Linked DNA regions of Gossypium hirsutum: region 1 is linked to region 2. A link is a contact called in public Hi-C data. All regions are on one chromosome and are shown on one strand. The core of a region is the stretch at or near the end of the contact, and the rest is flanking DNA. Distances in the headings are between cores, read along the strand shown.

Region 1 (3,030 bases), core at 513-3,012, 75 kb before region 2:
TAAAATTTCAAAATTACCCTTATTGTTACTTTTATTTTAAAAAAAATTGGCAAAATGATTTATTTAGTCTTTCAATTTTATAAAAAAATTATTTTAACCATTTATTTAATTTTTTGTTTATTTTAGTCAATAGATAAAATATGAATATCTGTTAACTTTATTGATATGACATCTAATTAATTAATTTTTAAAAATTAATTTTAAAAAATAAAAATTTATTTCTAACGTAACATACAAGTCAAAATTTAAGGTGACTTAATAAGTTCAAAAACTAAAATAATTTTAATATAAATTGCAATAATTCTTGTAATTCATTTTTACCAGATAACTGTTTATCTTTTAATAAGATACCATAATAACTTTCACATCTCATTAGAAAGTAGATTGAAAAAAGTATAAATTTTCTATTAAAAATTGATTAATCAATGTAAATTACTTTTTAATCCATAATTGCTGGTAACACCTTCTCCTTGTAGGTCCATACAATTTATGTTTTTCATCTATTAACCCTTACTAATGAAATAATAACTTTACTCAAATCAAATCATACAACATGAGGAATTTGATTACTATTTTAGGTTTCCTGATGAATAATTTACAAAATTATTAAGGTAGTGATTGGGAATTGAGATTTAGATTTGAAGATTTTAGCTTTGAAATTTATGATTTATGAATTTATCATTTTCAAATTCTTTGTTTGAGAATTAAAATATTCGGAATTCAAGATTTTGAGTTATTCCAAATTTATTATTTGGATGATTCAAAATTAGATTTGGATTTCAACTAATTCTAAGTTTCAAAAATATTGCTTTTTTTAAAAAAAAAATTAATTACTTAGGAGGATTTTGAACATTGTTGTTTGAATTAGATTGGACAAATTGGTTGGACTGGGAACTAATCAGGATATTGATATGGAGAAAGATAGTAAATTAGTTGACACGTTAACCGGTATAAACTGGTTGATTGGACGAACCGATTTTTTAAAATATTTTTATTTTTATGAATTTTTTAATAATTTGTTTAATGGAATTGGATGAATCAGTCGAATTGATTGAACCAGTAAGACCAGCGAACCGTTGGCCAAATTATGGAAATTATAAGTTAAAAGTTAGGGGTTTATAAATTAGAATTGTGGAAATTATGGAATAAATGAAAATTTTGAATATTTATACTATATTAAATTAAATGCATGAAGCTTCGTCATTGTTTTCAGAACTGGATAGGATCAAATTGATTGGATCAGGAATCGGTCGAGGTATCAATTCGAAATAAGGGGTCAAATTGGTTGACTCGTGAACTGGCCAAATCATGGGTTAAACCAATTTTATCTGAATTTAATTTTTTAATAATTTATTGAATCAAACCGATTGGATCAACCAACTCGGTTGAGTCAGAAGTCGGTGGTTTGACCGGTTCACCTATCGATCCAATTCTAAAAACCTTGAGCTTTGTTGATAATATACTATAAATAAATCATCTATTCTTTAGGTTTTGAAGGACTTGTGAAAGAAGAAAGAACAAAAAAAGCTTTCCATATTTTTTTAATCAATCTTAAATTTTGAAAATTTCAAATTTTAAAATGGATTTTGAAATTCAAAATTTTACTCGTATGAAATTGGATTCGGATTTGCCGAAATCTAAATCCGACTTTTTTATTTGTTATCCAAATAATGAATTTACGATATAGTCCTTGCTTCCTTCAAGTATAACTCTACTCTTTTAAGGTTTCCTTTCTCCTTTTTATACTTAGGTCTCCTCTTAAGACTGGGCTTTTGGGCCGTATATATTTACAATGATCTCAAAAGAGTCCTTCAAGTAAATGCACCAACCTTCAACCTTTTGAACAATCTAAACATTTGTTACTATCAAAACTGATTTTCTTGCATTTTACCTTTTATTAAAAAATAATATTTCTGTCGATTGAGTTTTAACTTATTAATATGTGCATGCTTTAATGCAGGAGTATGTGATTTTGAGTGCGCTGAAGCATATTATTCTCTTATTTATGGGTTAGGGAGTGATTATAGATAATTTTAAATATTATATGAAAAAAAAGCAAATACGATGAAATTCATTACTATTAAAATCTCTTTTCTAGTTTTCAATCATTAGTCCGTCTACGGTCACATAAAATGATAAATTCTAAAAATAAAATAAATCTAATTGTTGTGCAGGTTCTGGGTTTCAGCTTGGCAAATCTGTAATGCTGATGACCGATCATCAAGAGTGAGTTAGAAGAAGAATTGGCTCACCTCAACGCTTTCTCGCTAAAAATATTATGAAGGTTGGTATACTATAAATAGAATTATATTTTGTCTTTTCTACTAAAAATTGAGTAAGAGTAAACTGATAATTTTACAAAAAATTTCATCAATTTTTATTGTTAAACAATGGTGTAGAGCAATCAAACATATGTTGTGTCACGTGTATATCATACTGATGTAGCATTTTATCATGTTAATAAATATTTAAATTTTAAAAGAAAGGATGAATAGTTGGTACAATAGTAGTTTATTTTTTTATTCCACAAGCACTCTTACAAAATTAGCGTATGTCTTTTTTTTTTATATTCATCTTTTTGATATTTTACTATATCATTATATAACACTTGTCAATCCGTAATATTTTTGTGAAATTTTTAGACTTTACAGTAAATGTAGCAAATAGCTTCACTTTAAAAACAATCTAAAGTAAATAATACTTTAATCATTTACTTAGAAAACCATGAAATATAAAAATATAAAATATTATAAAAAATTAATTAATACTATAAAAATATTAATAATAAAATGATTAAAAACAACCTAAATTTGTCGAGGATTACGTCCTTTACAATAATTTTTTTTATAGTTTCTTATGGTTCTTAATGCTTTTAAATATTTTTCTATTTTATATAATTATTTGAAAAACTATATCTATATTATCCTAAATGTGGTTAAATAATTATAAAAAAATATTTAGGAGTTTTTTAAAAATATTACACAACAACATTATGTATACGTAGCACATCACGGGCCACTATTTGATTGC
Region 2 (3,013 bases), core at 247-2,746:
TTTAAGTTATAATATAGCAATTGATAAATTATTAAGATAAATAAACCCTTTAAACCGGAGGACGGCTTGAGTTAGCCATTGCTCCAACCGGCAAATTACTTGAGGTCCCTTCACCATCATGCGCAGCGACTTTTAGTGATTTCACGGAAGATGCTCTATTAAAAAAAGGTGGCGTCATACTAAAAACCCACCTGTCCGATTTGGCACCACGGTCCAGTTTCCCTCTATTACTCCCTCCATCTTCTGATGCTCGGTACCCTCGGCGTGAACTCCTTTCCCTGGGCAACACTAAGCTTGTCGCCCGATTCAACTTTCGGTTCATTAATTGTTTCCGAACATCAACTGGTAATCGTAAAGTGAATCGATCTGTATTCTCCCCCGGTTGGACCAAAGAATGTCCGGTCGAGTGAGATCGCAAGAAAGAAAGTTTACGTGGACGGCCAGATCTTGATCCACGTGTACGGTTCCTATTTAAAGTTACATTCAAATTATTCACTTCAACCTCCGAAGCCACTTGAGCCTCTACCTGACAATTAACAGCGTTGTTATTTATGCTCCTTTCTTCTTCCGGTTCTGAGTTACTGCCATTGTTCTGAGCCTCAAGGTCTAACTCGACGGCAGTGTTATTTAATGCAGTGAGTTGACTCACGGGGTCACCTGGTTGAGGAACGAGATTGGCTCTACAAACGGGGCAAGTGGTATGAGAAGCTAACCAAGCGTCGATACATTCAGGGTGGAAAACATGGTCGCATTTGGGTATCAAACGCAGCGTTTCGTCGTCTTCGAATTCGTTCAAGCAAACCGCGCACTCCAAAGCTCCCTTGCCGATCTTATGACCCTTAACTTCGGAGTAAACCATGATAGGGAAAGTTTCGATCACCGACGCGTCCAGCCCACGCGTGCCGCGCAATGAACGCCCGGCGACGGGGCGGATGCTCTGTCTGTTGGTGTACACGTCGGAACAATTCCGAATATAAATGGCGAAAAGACCCACGAAGAACAAAGCGGCGATCAAAACGACGATGATTACGGCCATGGAAGGGCTGAAACGAGCGTAATTTTCTTCGTCTTGGTTGAAGTTCTGTGCGAAGGACGGCGGCGGGGAGAGGAGCAGGAAGAGCAAGAAGAAAAGCGAGAAGACTCCATGGTGGGTGGTGTACGACATGGTGAGGAAAGGAGCATTGGAGAGGGATGAGAGAGTGAGAGAAAAACAAGGCAGTGGGGTTTTAAATGAGAGGAAGAAGAAGAAGAAAAAGGGGTGGGTCCAATTCCAAATATGGAGTTGATTTCTACGGTGTTTCATTGAGGGCAGCCACAATGGAAGGGATGGCTGAGTCATTTGTTTGACGATGGAGGAAGCTTCCCAAGTAAAAGTAGACTTTTGCGATTTTCTTTTTTCAATAAAAATCCAGATAATTTTTTTTTTTACCATTTATTTTGAGTTGTTTTTAGTCGGTTCAAACTTCAAAGGCATCATGGCATTGGTTTCCAGTTAGATTCTAAGGAAGGCCGCAAGAAATTGCTGGGGTTAGGCCTTTTTTTTATAAAGCAAATTTGTGATTCTTTCGAATCTGATTTTAAAAAGAAAAAAAGTAAAAATAATCATGCAAGCAGATTTAAAAAGTTTCAAGGTAAGTCCAAATTAATGATTCTAAATATAAAGATTACCTTCCTTCTTCAAATCTAAAATTGAAAAAATTTTATTCATGAAAACAATCAACCTTTTTACTAAAGTTTTAATATAAAAATAAACTTATAGACATCTTATTTTCAGTATCATGCTACATGTACATGGATTAGATTATTTAATTTAAAAGTTCGCTTAAAAAATAAGAGAATTTAAGTAAAAATATAAGCTTGAACCGGTCATAACTCGGGCAAACTTTTTTTAGACCGTCTAAACTCGAATATTTTAAGCAAATCCAAATGGCTTACAAGAAAATTCAGAGTATAGATTGAAAAAGCAAGCCATAAGCTGAGGTTTTATACATTGAACAAGTCAAGTCACCCAACATTTTGATTTGACTGAAAAAATAAATATTTTCTTTTTCTTCTTTTCTTTTCACATTTTAATAAATTTATTTATTATCAAAATTCACATGAATTGAATGTTTTCAATTTCTCATTCTTTTTTCTAAAAAATTAGTGTATATAATCTAATAAAAAATGGTTTGTCATTTCAACTTATTACACAATTTTCCTTATCCATATAATATAAAATAAAATCTACTGACACAAGATTGAAATTTTGAAACTTTATAAACATACAAAGAATAAATTTCAACAAATTGAAATAGAGAAATTAAATATGTAAGATCCAAGAAAAATGGTATAATTTCAACCGTAAAATAAATGTCAATATTGGTATTCATTATTATTCAGCCACTATTCGATTATTTGTTTGAGTCTTGATTCGTACATTATGTTGTTCGTACTTTGAGTTTGCATGTGAGGTATTCACATATCTTTCTATAGACAATAGGATGTGGGTTTGCACTACCATGTAGGTAAACTTATATTGTGCGAACCCATATCTAGAAAACACGTGTTAACCCTAGAGTAGAGTACGTGACGGCATACATGAGAACCTACTTACGAAATCACATTTATGAACAATAACTATATCATATAAATACATGATTTAATCTCTTTCGAAAGACACACACTCTGAAATACTCAACAAATATAAAAAATAATATTTAAAAGTTCTAATCTATTTAAAATAATAAAATAATCTTTAGAGTTCAACCTAAACAAATAAATTATTCCATTAGAATATGAAGCAATTCATAAAATATGTTAAATCATGTAATTTTTTTCAATTTAGCATTTGAAATTTCAATTTTCATATATGTTCTAAATTCTTAATAATATATATTACTACAAGTCAAGCAATCTAGAGAAAGTTATAGTGTTTTGTATATAGGTGAATGCACCTATAAATTCACTCTAGGTATTAGATTAAAGGGTAAAATATAAAAATAGTTATTTTTGTTTGTTTCAGATTACATTT

What was found. A called contact is a pair of places that touch in the nucleus more often than the background predicts.
Region 1: a Hi-C map of leaf shows a contact between it and region 2, with 2.8 times the contacts expected there. The contact joins the enhancer-like site here to the promoter of LOC107887734 in region 2. A contact is called at or near these places in 4 of 34 Hi-C or Micro-C datasets (anther, callus, leaf and 1 more).

What each region holds. Positions count from the first base shown.
Region 1 is chrA11:111,610,068-111,613,097 of Gossypium_hirsutum_v2.1, reverse strand. No RefSeq gene overlaps it. Among protein-coding and RNA genes, the nearest start is that of LOC107887718, 20 kb to the right of the region's middle. Within about 2 kb of position 1,762, at least 1 of the 9 cell types and tissues checked has an H3K27ac peak or open chromatin away from gene starts, as enhancers often do. A contact at or near this core is called in leaf, where this site is marked.
Region 2 is chrA11:111,534,528-111,537,540 of Gossypium_hirsutum_v2.1, reverse strand. LOC107887734 (E3 ubiquitin-protein ligase ATL6) reads right to left here and starts at 1,496. Exons shown (of 1, transcript XM_016811969.2): 1 at 1-1,496. The coding sequence starts at 1,432. The coding sequence ends at 50.